Linked DNA regions of Sus scrofa: regions 1 and 2 are each linked to region 3. Evidence: chromatin contacts called from public Hi-C and promoter capture Hi-C data. All regions are on one chromosome and are shown on one strand. The core of a region is the stretch at or near the end of the contact, and the rest is flanking DNA. Distances in the headings are between cores, read along the strand shown.

What was found. Promoter capture Hi-C pulls out the DNA fragments that hold promoters and counts their contacts. A called contact is a pair of places that touch in the nucleus more often than the background predicts.
Region 1: a promoter capture Hi-C map of liver shows a contact between it and region 3, with 4 times the contacts expected there. The contact joins two enhancer-like sites. A contact is called at or near these places in 1 of 5 promoter capture datasets (liver) and 2 of 47 Hi-C or Micro-C datasets (liver and skeletal muscle).
Region 2: a Hi-C map of liver shows a contact between it and region 3, with 12 times the contacts expected there. The contact joins two enhancer-like sites. A contact is called at or near these places in 5 of 47 Hi-C or Micro-C datasets (liver and skeletal muscle).

Annotation. Positions count from the first base shown.
Region 1 is chr6:33,525,384-33,529,525 of Sscrofa11.1, reverse strand. No RefSeq gene overlaps it. Among named protein-coding and RNA genes, the nearest start is that of SALL1, 200 kb to the left of the region's middle. Within about 2 kb of position 1,370, at least 2 of the 83 cell types and tissues checked have an H3K27ac peak or open chromatin away from gene starts, as enhancers often do. A contact at or near this core is called in liver, where this site is marked.
Region 2 is chr6:33,942,232-33,946,072 of Sscrofa11.1, reverse strand. No RefSeq gene overlaps it. Among named protein-coding and RNA genes, the nearest start is that of CYLD, 180 kb to the left of the region's middle. Within about 2 kb of position 2,417, at least 9 of the 83 cell types and tissues checked have an H3K27ac peak or open chromatin away from gene starts, as enhancers often do. A contact at or near this core is called in liver, where this site is marked.
Region 3 is chr6:33,762,835-33,766,716 of Sscrofa11.1, reverse strand. No RefSeq gene overlaps it. Among named protein-coding and RNA genes, the nearest start is that of SALL1, 33 kb to the right of the region's middle. Within about 2 kb of position 1,321, at least 10 of the 83 cell types and tissues checked have an H3K27ac peak or open chromatin away from gene starts, as enhancers often do. A contact at or near this core is called in liver, where this site is marked.

The DNA of each region.
Region 1 (4,142 bases), core at 121-2,620, 240 kb after region 3:
AGGCTGGCCGCTGTAGCTCCAATTCAATCCCTAGCCCGAGAACTTCCAAGGCAACCCTAAAAAAGCAGAAAAATAAAAAATACATAAAATAAACCTCCCCAGCTGATTCCCATATGCCATGGAGGACTTCTTCAGGCCAATCCTTCAAAGAATTGATGATATCCCACATCCCACTACAGCTCGGATTCGACCCCTAGCCTGGGAACCCCCGTATGCTGTAGGTGTGGCCCTAAAAAGACAAAAGACAAAAACAAAAACAAAAACAAAAACAGTACAAATCTATCTCTATTTTCTAGGGAAACAACTCCAAGAGCGGGCCCTGGGAGAGGCAAATGAACAGTAACATGTTTGTTCAATAATTTTTTTAAACCGTGCTGATTGCATGTGGCAGAGTGAGAAATGCATATGGAAAAATTATTGATAGGTGGTGATGTCTCAATTACCTAGTTGTTTTTATTATTTATGATTATTGTTTATTTTATTCATGAGTCCTTTGGGAACAGAACTTCTTTTAATAGCGCTGGGTCTCTAAGGGTTGCACGCAATCCCAGCTGCTTTTGCACTGGGTGGAAGCTATGAATTCTCCCTCTTACTTTCTTTTCTAATAGGAACAGTTTTGACTGGGCACCACGCTGATCAGCTCAAAACTCCATTTTCCAGCTTCCCTTGAAGATAGCTTTGGCCACACCCATAGGTTCTGGTCAATGGAAGAAAATGAGTAGAAATGAGGTATGTCGCTTCTAGGTGGAGACCCGAAAAGGAAAGTATTCTTTTTCTCTGGCTGAAACGCAGGCGTGGTGGCAGAAACACGTATGGCAGCTGGCAGCTCTCGTGGTCACTGAGAAGGCAGCTGCATGTTGGGGTTGGCAGGACAATAGGAAAGAGAGAACGTTTGTGTCCCTGGTATCACTGAGGTGCCATATTGGTTCTGGATCATCCAGAGAAATACACTTCTCTCTTGTTTCAGTTCACTGCATTTGAGGAGCTTTTATTGGCCGAAGCTGAGTCTGTCCTGGTTACTAGAGCTCAGGAGCATCCAAGACATCATCGCAGATGCAGGTCTCTGTCGGGGTCTCTGTACACACTCCCCCATCCCACTCAAACCCTTCCAACACTTTGAAAGTCATATTGGGTCGCCACCCACTTCCCGATGGTACTGATGCCATTAGAGCTGCAGGTTGAAAATCTCTCCTGACAAAGAGAATTGGGAGGCAGCCTCTCCACTGTCATCAATCAGATCATTTTCCCTGCTCTGGTTAAAACTCACTCGTGATTTCTCATTGCACTTGGGCCAAAGTCCAAATTCCTTACTTGGCCTTCAAGCTCCCACATGATTTTGGCCCTGGCTCCCCTGCGGCCATCTACCTCCACCTCCTCCCCCTCCCTCCTACCCCGTCCTCTGTGCTCCAATGTGGTAGCCTTTTTCACTTCACAAGTGAGACCTGGCCATTTATTCTACGTGGTCCTCCCTCCCTTCAAACTTCAGTTAGTTCTTTCTTCTCACCAATGGCTGAGTTCAAATGCCAGCTTCTGATATAGCAAACTTATCTGAAGACTTATCTAAAATCTAACTAAAATTTTTATTCACTTTTCTTCTCACGATTTGTCTCTTTTTGTTTGTTTGTTTGTCTTTTGAGAACCACGCCTGTAGCATATGGAGGTTCCCAGGCTAGGGGTCAAATCAGAGCTACAGCTGCCGGCCTACATCACAGCCACAGCAACGTGAGATCCGAGCCTCGTCTGTGACCTACATCACAGCTCATGGCAACACCAGATCCTTAACCTGCTGAGCAAGGCCAGGGATCGAACCTGCATCCTCTTAGATACTAGTCAGATTCCTTTCCGCTGAGCCACGATGGGAGCGCCCTCATTTTTTTTTAACATGGAGTTATCACCATTTGAAACACCTTATTGAGCCATTTGCTTATTATGTCTCTGTTTCCTATGAGAATGTCAACACTCAGTACCCCAGTGCCAATGAAAAGGCCTGGTACACCGTAAGCACTCAATGAACACTCATTGACTGATTACAGAACAAACCCTATGAGGTCTGGGCTGTTGTTTTCAAGTTGGACAGATGATGAAACGCAGGGGCAGGTGCATGAAGCCCTGGAGAACAGACAGAGTGTTCCCTGAGAGCTGGAGGTCTTGTACCCACTGTGCTGCCTGCTTTCTAGACACTCAGACTTGGCCTTCTAGGAACTAATCTTCCAGATTCCTCAAGTAGTATGTCAGTAGCTGACCTATATTCCAGTCTCCATGAATGTTTATTAATTCACACCGTAAATCTACCAAAGGGGCACCGTGATACAATGACATATGCAGACATAGAGGCAGACAGCTGGGATCTACAATTTTGGTTGTTTATTTTTTTGGTCCTTTTTGCATCTGAACGTGGAAAAAAATATGTTTTTAAACTCTGCTGTTGAGTTAGACTTGATTACGGCTGATGAATGACAAAGCAGTTCTGATCTTATCTGGAAAGATTTTCCATGAAATGCAAAGGGAGAAAGAAGCCAGAATAAAGATGTGAAATAAATATATTGACAGAATTCAAAGAAAAGATAATGGATTTGGTCATGTTCCTGGCATCATTGCTGTGTGTGTGGTGGGGGGAGGGTTCCCAGAGCTGTGTTTGGTTATAGATTAATAATCCAGGGTACAAATGGTTCGGGACAAATTAGAGAAAACGTAAACTACAATATTCAACAAACTGAAGGTCAAAGGTTTCTGGAATTTGCTAAGTGTTCTTGGTCATACATTTTTGAATATGGAGCTTTTGAACTTTGCCACAGAAATAGCAAGTGGATTTTTGCTTAAATCACATTAAAAATGTGTGCAACTATTATTTTAAAAAAAGGAAAGAAAAGAAAAAGAAGAGGGGGAGGAAACCAAATGGAAAGTTTGAAAGAGCCAACTGTCAAGTTGCTAATAACTGAAGAAGAATCTAATAATGTAGAAAAGGTCTTTTAGTTTTATTTTATGTTCCTCACTGCACCATGGTTGACAAGCTGGCTTTGAGTTCACTCTTTGAACCCCATTTGGTTCTGACACTTATTGGCTCTATGGTCCCAGGTAAATGACTAAACTCAGTTTATAGAAATGCTTCGTAATTGTCATATTCTATGACAGGCACATTTAACCTCTTCCCCAATCCACCTTTACTTCTCTGATATGGTCTTCACATTTAAAATTTTTATCTTTAGAATATAAATTAGGTCAAGCCATACCTCTTTTTAAAACCCTTATCAGCATTATTTACAATAACCAAGACAAGGAAACCACCTAAATGGGTAAAGAAGATGTGGTATATATACACAGTGGAATACTATTCAGCCCTGAAAAAGAATGATATAATGCCCTTTGCAGCAACATGGATGGACCTAGAGATTATGATACTAAGTGAAAGAAATCAGAGAAAGACCAGTATCATTAGATATGGCTAACATGTGGAATCTAAAAAAATGATACAAATGAATTACTTACAAAACAGAAATGGACTCGTGGACATAGAGAACAGATTTGTGGTTGCCAAGAGGTTTGGGGGATGGGGGAGATGTACTGGGAGTTTGAGACTAGCAGATGCAAATTATTATATATGGGATGGATAAACAACAAGGTCCTACTGTGTAGCACAGGGAACTCTATTCAAGATCATAATGGAAAATAATGATTATATATCATTATTAATACATAATTACATATTGTTATATAGAATTATATAATTCAATTATGTATAACATATATTATCATACATATGAATGAATATGAATCACTTTATAGCAGAAATTAACACATTATAAATCAACTATGCGTCAATTAAATAAATTTTAAAAAACCCCATCTTTGCAAGAAGATGAACATCTCAAGTCTTTGTGTGGTCCAGAGACTAACGACGTCCTTGTGCCTATTTCCACTCTATTCCCATGACCCTTTCCTCTCTGCTGCAGCCATGCTGGGCATTTCTGAGGTTCTGCAATGCGCCATACTTGTTCTTCATGAATGGGGTCAGTGCCCTTATAAGAGTCATGAGAGAGCTTGCTTCCCTGCTGCTCTCGGCCACATGAGGACACGAGAAGAAGTCAGGAGTCCGAATCCCAGCAGAGAGTGCCCACCAGAACTTGACCATGCTGGCTCCCTTG
Region 2 (3,841 bases), core at 1,168-3,667, 180 kb before region 3:
ATGAATGAAGGAGGGAAGGGAGGGAAGGAAACAAGAGGTCACCGAAAGGAGTTCCTGTCGTGGCACAGTGGTTAATGAATCTGACTAGGAACCATGAGGTTGCGGGTTCGATCCCTGGCCTTGCTCAGTGGGTTAAGGATCTGGTGTTGCCGTGAACTGTGCTGTAGGTTGCAGACGTGGCTCGGATCCCGCGTTGCTGTGGCTCTGGCGTAGGCCAGTGGCTACAGCTCCGATTGGACCCCTAGCCTGGGAATCTCTGTATGCCGCGGGAGCAGCCCTAGAAAAGGCAAAAAGACCAAAAAAAAAGAGGTCACTGAAAGATGTGTTTCTAACCCTCTGTGGGACCTCGGCCAAGATCCTTTTCCCTTCTGGGCTGAATTTTTTTCCCCTGTCAAATGAGGGGAAAATCAGTACACAGTGATTTACCAGCAGGCCTCACAGCAGAGTCACGGCTGGCACTGAAAAATGGTACGGTTGCCCTGGCTGCGCCCCAAATATTTTCTTTTTCTTTTTTTTTTAATTACAGGAGTTTCAGGTGTATAGCACATTGATTCCATACTTGTATGTCATAGGAAATGATCACCAAAATAAGCCTAGTAAACCTCCACCACCACACAGTTACAATGCTTTTTCTTGTGATGAGAACGTTCAAGGTTTACTTGCAAAGTACCTTTCAAACATGCAATATAGCATCATTAACTATAGCCGCTTTGCTTTCCTTTACTTCCCCAGGACTTATTTATTTTATCCCCAATTTTTTGATTCAGGATTTCTAAAGGTGAAGACCCAGTCGTCTGCATTTTTAGCAAGCTTCCAGGTGATACTACTGCAGCCCTGCCAGGCATCTGATATCTGGAACACCTAGGCAAGAAAGCCCCTCCGAACCTGCCAGTTCTGATGTCCTTGGAGTTCCACGTGATGTCCCTCCACTCCAAGTCCACGGCAGTGCCTCCCCCCGCCCCCCGAGGCTGGCCTCTCTGCTCCGCCGAGATGGCACCAACCGGACTTGCCCTGGCAGCTCCACTGCCTCGTTGCGCTCCAGCAAGCACCAGGTAATTTGTGTCAAATTTTACTCTCACCTCCCTCTCCTTCCCCTCCATCTCGGGGCTTTTTTGGGGCAAACTCCTGAATTTCACCTTTGGATCCCAGTACCCTCATGCTGTGCAAATTGCCTTGGGGGTGTGCCCCTGCCAGTCGGCAGGTGCACACTCTCATCAGGGGGCATGGCAGAGCTCAGCCACATCCCCAGCTGGGGGGAGACCGTGGAGCCGAGTGCCAGGGAGGGAAGCGGGTGCTCAGGCACGGCTGCCAGGACAAAGGACCCAAAGTTCCCCACCTCGGGCAGACACGAGCAGCCCTGGGAGGGGCAGAAGCTCAGTCGTGAAGTAACAGCTGCCCCTTAGGAGCCTGGGGCCCTCTGCCAAGCTGTTTCACAGGTGGTGTGGGGAATGGGAAGAGCCCTGCTGGACACTATTCCGCACTTGGAGCCTCAGCTTGCCCACCTATGAAATGGGACCACATCTCTTGTCCTATCGCCATCCACAGACCCCTTGGGCGGAGCAAAGGAGAAAAAAAATGTAATTGTGGTGGAGCAATCTCCAGCCGCGTGATATTCACACTACCGTCCGTGTCCCCTTCACCTCCTCGCCCCCACGGGCCACAGCCCAGCCATATCAACAGGTGGCTTTCGCCAAGTACTCAGCACTTATGATTACGCTGCCATTAAACGTGCGCCTCCCAAGGACGGGCCCTCGCCATGGTCACCTGTGGTCCCTCCGTATGTATCAGGCAACGCTGGAAAAGTGGTCGAGGATAAGGCCCTCTCAGACCTCGAGGAGGAGGTGGCCCTGCCGCCTGGGCATCCATCCAGTGTGAGTGCCCGGGGCTCCAAAGTCCCCCCACTCACCCTCAGCCCTCGTGAAGCGGGCACCCGCGTATCCCAGAAAAATTGACTTTGGATTGAGTTCATACAACACCCAGGAAAGGAGAGCAATCTTTCTCAGAACTCAAATGCAAAAACATAATGTGGTTAATATTAAATAAAGAGATTGGGCAACCCTCCCCCTCCCTTCCCTTTTTATGGTGTGTGCTGATGTGTCCTTGATCGGGGACTGTTTTGTTTATGATTAATGAATGACTCACCTTGGGCTGCTTTCTGCTTAGTCCGTACTCATTATGAATTCAAAGAGGACGTGTCGAGCTTGGCACCCAAAGGGAAATCCTCAGGAATTGGGGGGAAATGTTGACAGTGCCAGAAGCTTTCCAGGGGGAAGTGGGTGCCAGGAGACCCTCTTCCCAGCCTGCACATTCCCAAAGCAGGACCCTCGGTTTGTCATCGACCCCAAACCGTATACTGAGCCAATACCTGCGCTATACCAGGGACAGCTCTGTCTTCACGGAAGGCTTGAAACAAATGAGCCCGCTCACCCCAACACGCCCGCACGCAAGTCATATTTCAGCTCAAGTCCTCGTTCTGCCTGACACCCTCCGTTTTTCTGCCAGAGCTTCGTCCTCTCCGCGACTCTCAGTTTTTCTGCCTGTATAATGGGGCTTTCTCTGTGGTCCTTCTAGCGCTGCTCTGTCCAGAACCCCAGAGCTCCTTGGAGACAGAGACCGTGTCTCATGCTGCCTGGCTGGTGCAGAGCTGGCTGATTCGATAAAGGAATAAAGACGGTGGTCCGAGCGTGAGCAGAGCTGGGCTCTCATCTCAATGTGACTCAGCTCTCAGCATGTGGTCCGGAGTGGCCCCGCCTCGCTCTAGGGGTCAGAGTTTTCAGCAGGAGCATCAGAGAATTGACTTGAGAAGCAGAAGACTGAGTCTGGCCTGCTGGGAGCGGCTTTGTATTTGACACAATATTACAGGTGACCGTGGATGAGTGCATTTGCTCCCCAGGTGGGTCCACGGGCCATCACCCCCCTGGGGGCCCCAGCAGGTCCAGTCTCCCACACTGGTGACCTGTCTGGTCCTGGGTGTGTGACTCCCCCATTAGCCATCTCTTGGCACCTTTCCTGCTCTGACAGTCTGTGAATCTAGGAAGGGGCAGCGAGGGCGAGGGTGGTGCCCTTCCCACTGGAGCAGAAGGTTCGATTCCTGGGAAGGGCCCCTGTGATGGTTGATTTTGTGTGTCAACTTGAGGGGACACGGGGCTCCCAGAGGAAACATAATTTCTGGGTGTATCTGTGAGGGTGTTTCTGGATGGGATTAGCATTTGAATCAGCGATTGAGTAACGCTGATTGCCCTCCCAGTGGGGGCGGGCACCATGCAATCCATGGAGGCCTGAATAGAGCAAAAATGGGGAAGAAGGAGGAGCGTGTCCTCTCTGCCTGCACTTTGAGCTGGGACATCAGTCTTCGTCTGCTCTCCATTGGCTGGCCTGCCTTCCTGCCTCCCTACCTCCCTCTTCCCTGCCCCCCCGCTTTCCTCCCTCCCTGCTTCCCCCCCCCCCCCTTTCTCCCTTTCTCCCTTTCTTTCTACTTATATGTATCCTGTTGGTTGCATTGGTCTCTATCCCATTGCTTCTGGAGAACGCTGACTAATACCCGCCCCAAGCCCCCGGAGCCCCTCTCCAGCTGCCTGGTCCTTCAGTCTTGTCTCTGACCTGCCAGAACCCAGAGGGGCTCAGCAGCTCCCCGCCACCTTGCTCACCTTGCTCCAACCTGCTCTGAGTGAATGCACAGCCGGGGGCCGTGGAAAATACTTGAGCTGATTCAGCATGAAGGATGTGCCAGCCTCCCTGCCCCTCACATGGGCTTACAAACTGGCATCGTTAGGACAAGCTGGGTCCCAGGGGCCTGATGTGGGTGTGCAAGGAGGCTGGGACCAGTCTCCAGAAGCAGCAT
Region 3 (3,882 bases), core at 72-2,571:
GAAAGAAAAGAAATAATAAATCAAGATCCCATCTCTTGGCTTTTCCCTGAGTTGGAGTCATTCTTTGGAGGCATTCTGTGGTAGGAAGTATGTTTGTCCATATTTTGAAGTTTTTTCCTTTCAACTTGCCGTTCTTACCACCTGCACCCTGTGGAGCCATTGCAGCCCCAATGATTGGAATCTTGGATTCAGTTAAATATGAGCAAATCACATTTGTCACACTGCCTAAGTGTACAGCAGTCTCCAGACTGTATGCAAGTGTGGGTGAGCGTGCATGTGTGTGCGCGTGTTCTGTGCTGCCGCCTGCATGTTTGGGTGCATTCGTATCTGCAGATGTGTATCTCTTGCTAGTGAGGAGGGCGCCTGCCTTTCTACAGCCCTGCAACTCTTGAGAGCATTGCCTGTATCATTTTCAGCAGCTGAATCAATATTTTAATGGAAAATTAGAAAGAAAACGAGCATTTGGAAACCAAAGGTTGCCGACCGAGAGCAGAAAAAGAAAAAAGACTGCCCATCACCTAAAAGAGAGAGATCTAGGAATTGACTTCCCATCCATCTCTTTTATTCTGGTACTTCTTTGATAGCCAGCATCCTCTCTTGCAGCCCCTGATTGCTTATTTTAAATTGTCTTGCAGTTCTGAGCTTCCATCTTCCCGGTCCTGCCCCCCCCCCGCCCCCCTTCTCCTGGGCCTCCCAAATGATACACTGTGTCATTAGCCGTAGAGAGCCCAGAGAGGCTTCATGTCTACAGCCAACCCTGGGGAGAGCAGATGAGGAGAGGGCGATGTCTTCCTCCTGGAAGAGGATCTGACAGGCAAGCACAGATCCCCTGATGGCTCACCGCAGGTCTGAGGCTCTGCAGAGAAGCCACATAAAATTCTGCAGAAGGTTAAGTCTGCCAACAAGTGCAGCAAGCGGTAGGGATCCAGGTCAGAGGCACAAACATCGATCCTGAGGCGTGAATCACTGACCTCCGCCCACACTCACTGCTCTAAATTCTGAGTCTGCACTCACGAAAGATCGCATTTCCATCATCACAGCTCAGAAAGCGAAGCCGCATGCCATTGTTTTCCATCTCTTACTGGGCACCTCCTAGGGAAGGGTCTTCATTTCATCTTTCGATATCCGAAACACAATGCCAAACCTTCCCAAGTTCAACTCCCCTTCCATTCACCATGAACCCCAGAAAGAATGTGGGTAGAAGAAAAAGAGTGGCCAACATTCCTTTGTTCTGAATTGAACCCATGGTATTTGGATCATCCTCCAGGATGTGTCATAACATATTGTCTCTCTAACAATTGTCTCTGCGAAGGTCGGGTAAAGTCCCAAAGATGGAAAGCTGGGATAAAAGGGACACGCGCATTTCTCAACAGAGGAGAAGGGGGTTGGCGTTGATGTTTCGGCTTACGACACATGGAATTCCCCAATGAGTTTTCACTGATTGCAAAACAGGACAGGAGGAAAACCTCCATTCCAGAAAAGGCGCAGAGATAGAGGATCCGAAATATGTGACTTGAACTAAATGCCCATCAAAACCCCTTTTGGAATTCTGAAACTCTCTTTCAATATCAACCCAATCACTTCTCTGCTGAGCCGGATAACAGCCTGGACTGTACCCTCTCCCAGCCTCAGTGTCTCCATGGAAGTATGCATCCCAGTGAAGATAAACTTTTAGGGCTCACCTTAAGAACATCTTAAGAAATATATAATTACTCATTTCACATCCCTTTGTCCTTTACAATGTCCAACTAAAATAAAAACGTTGGAAGTTAAATATCAGTCATTCCAGATGCTAGCAACTCGGGTTCTTATTGCTCTAACAAAATTCCAGGGCAAAGTCCTGTACTTTTATGGTAGAATGCTAATTTGAATTTTAAGTGGTCGTTGAATATTAACCCTGACACTGGCCTGGACAGTGTTTCTCAACCTCAGCACTATCGACCTCCTGGCTGGATCATTCTTTTTGTTGTGGGGACTGTCCTGTGAGCTGTAGGATGTTTAGCAGCAACCCTGGCCTCTCCCCACCAGGTGCCAATAGCACACACACCGGCCACCTCTGTGGCAACAAACAAAAATGTCTCCTGAGGGCAAAAATCGCCCCCAGTTGGGAACTGCCATTGTCATCAAGGGGAACATTCATTCATTAGATATTTCTTTTCCACTTCAAAGAGCGCTCGCCCAAAGTTAGAGTGCATTCTGGACAAGGGAATGAAAAAAAAAGAAATTATGTATTTCCATCCATTTAATGGACTATTAAACAGCCATTAAAATATGGTATTTTAAGGTTTTTTGTTTTGTTTTGTTTTGACCATGCCCGTGGCATGTGGAAGTTCTCAGGCCAGGGATCGAACCCATACCACCGTGGTGACCCAAGCCCCTGCAATGACAACACTGGATCCTTAGCCCATGGCACCACAAGTGAACTCCTAAAAGATGTCTTTGAAGACATTTTTTAGGCGTGAGGATATGCTCATCTTACAACGTTTAATAATAAAAGAGCATGGAGTTCCCGTCGTGGCGCATTGGAAACGAATCCAATTAGGAACCGCAAGGTTTCGGGTTTGATCCCTGGCTTCACTCAGTGGATTAAGGATCCGGCGTTGCTGTGAGCTGTGGTGTAGGTTGCAGACATGGCTCAGATCCTGCGTTGCTGTGGCTGTGGTGTAGGCCGGTGGCTACAGCTCGGATTCAACCCCTAGCCTGGGAACCTCCGTATGCCTCGGGTGCGGCCCTCAAAAGACAAAAGACAAAAAAAAATTTTTTTTTAATAAAATAAAAAAGCAAACCATGACCATATTATGGCCATGTGTATATTTTATAAGACACATGCATTTTTAAATATTGAAAATGTTCTAAAGGGCAAACACCCTTAGAAATACCTTAAAATAATGAAAACCATGGTTATCTGTGGGTGATAGAATAATGCAGCATATCTTTCCTTATTTAAATTTTTCCTTTTTTGCAAACTGTCTACCATGACCATGTATTTTTATAATTTTATTTTTTTTTGTATTTTTATAATTTTAAAGCAGACACAGAAAAAGGAAAAGGAGTCTTGCATTATACAGCATGTTCATGATATCTGAACAAAAAGCTGCAAACAGGCTGCCATCCTCTATTCCTAATTTAATTTTCTTTATACACCCTGAAGGAAGTATAGCAATTCCTTTCCTACTCATCTGATACTTTTGCTCATAAAACCTTCACATCGGCTTCACTCTGCAGAGCTTCTAAGGCCAGAATTCATGACATGGTTTATTTTGTTTTACACCTTGCTTCTCAACCTGGATATACTCCTTCATTCATTCAATCATTCATTCCATACCCTGGCACTGAAATGGGTAGAATTCAGTGGGAGACAGGGCAGGCTGAGTCCCTGCTTTCATGGAAGATGCACAATAAATCAATAAACATATACATGGACAAGATAATTCCAGACAGTGATACGAGCTGTGATGGTAATAAAACATAGCGATGTGTCCAAGAGAGAGGATGTGAGGGAGTTCCCGTGGTAGTGCAGTGGTAATGAAGCTGACCAGTATCCATGAGGATGCGGGTTCAATCCCTGGCCTTGCTCCGTGGGTGGGGGATCCCGTGTTGTGGTGAGCTGTGGTATAGCTGGCAGACGTCGCTCGGATCCGGGGTGGCTGTGGCTGTGGTCAGTGGCTACAGCTCCTATCCCACCCCTAGCCTGGGAACTTCCATATGCTGTGGGTGCAGCCGGAAAGAAAGAAAGAAAGAAAGAAAGAAGGAAGGAAGGAAGGAAGGAAGGAAGGGAAGAAAGAAAGAAAGAAAGAAAGAAAGAAAGAAAGAAAGAAGGAAGGAAAGAAAGAAAGAGAAGAAAAGGAAAGAGAGAGAGAGAATATGAGAAAAAGTTTTCTT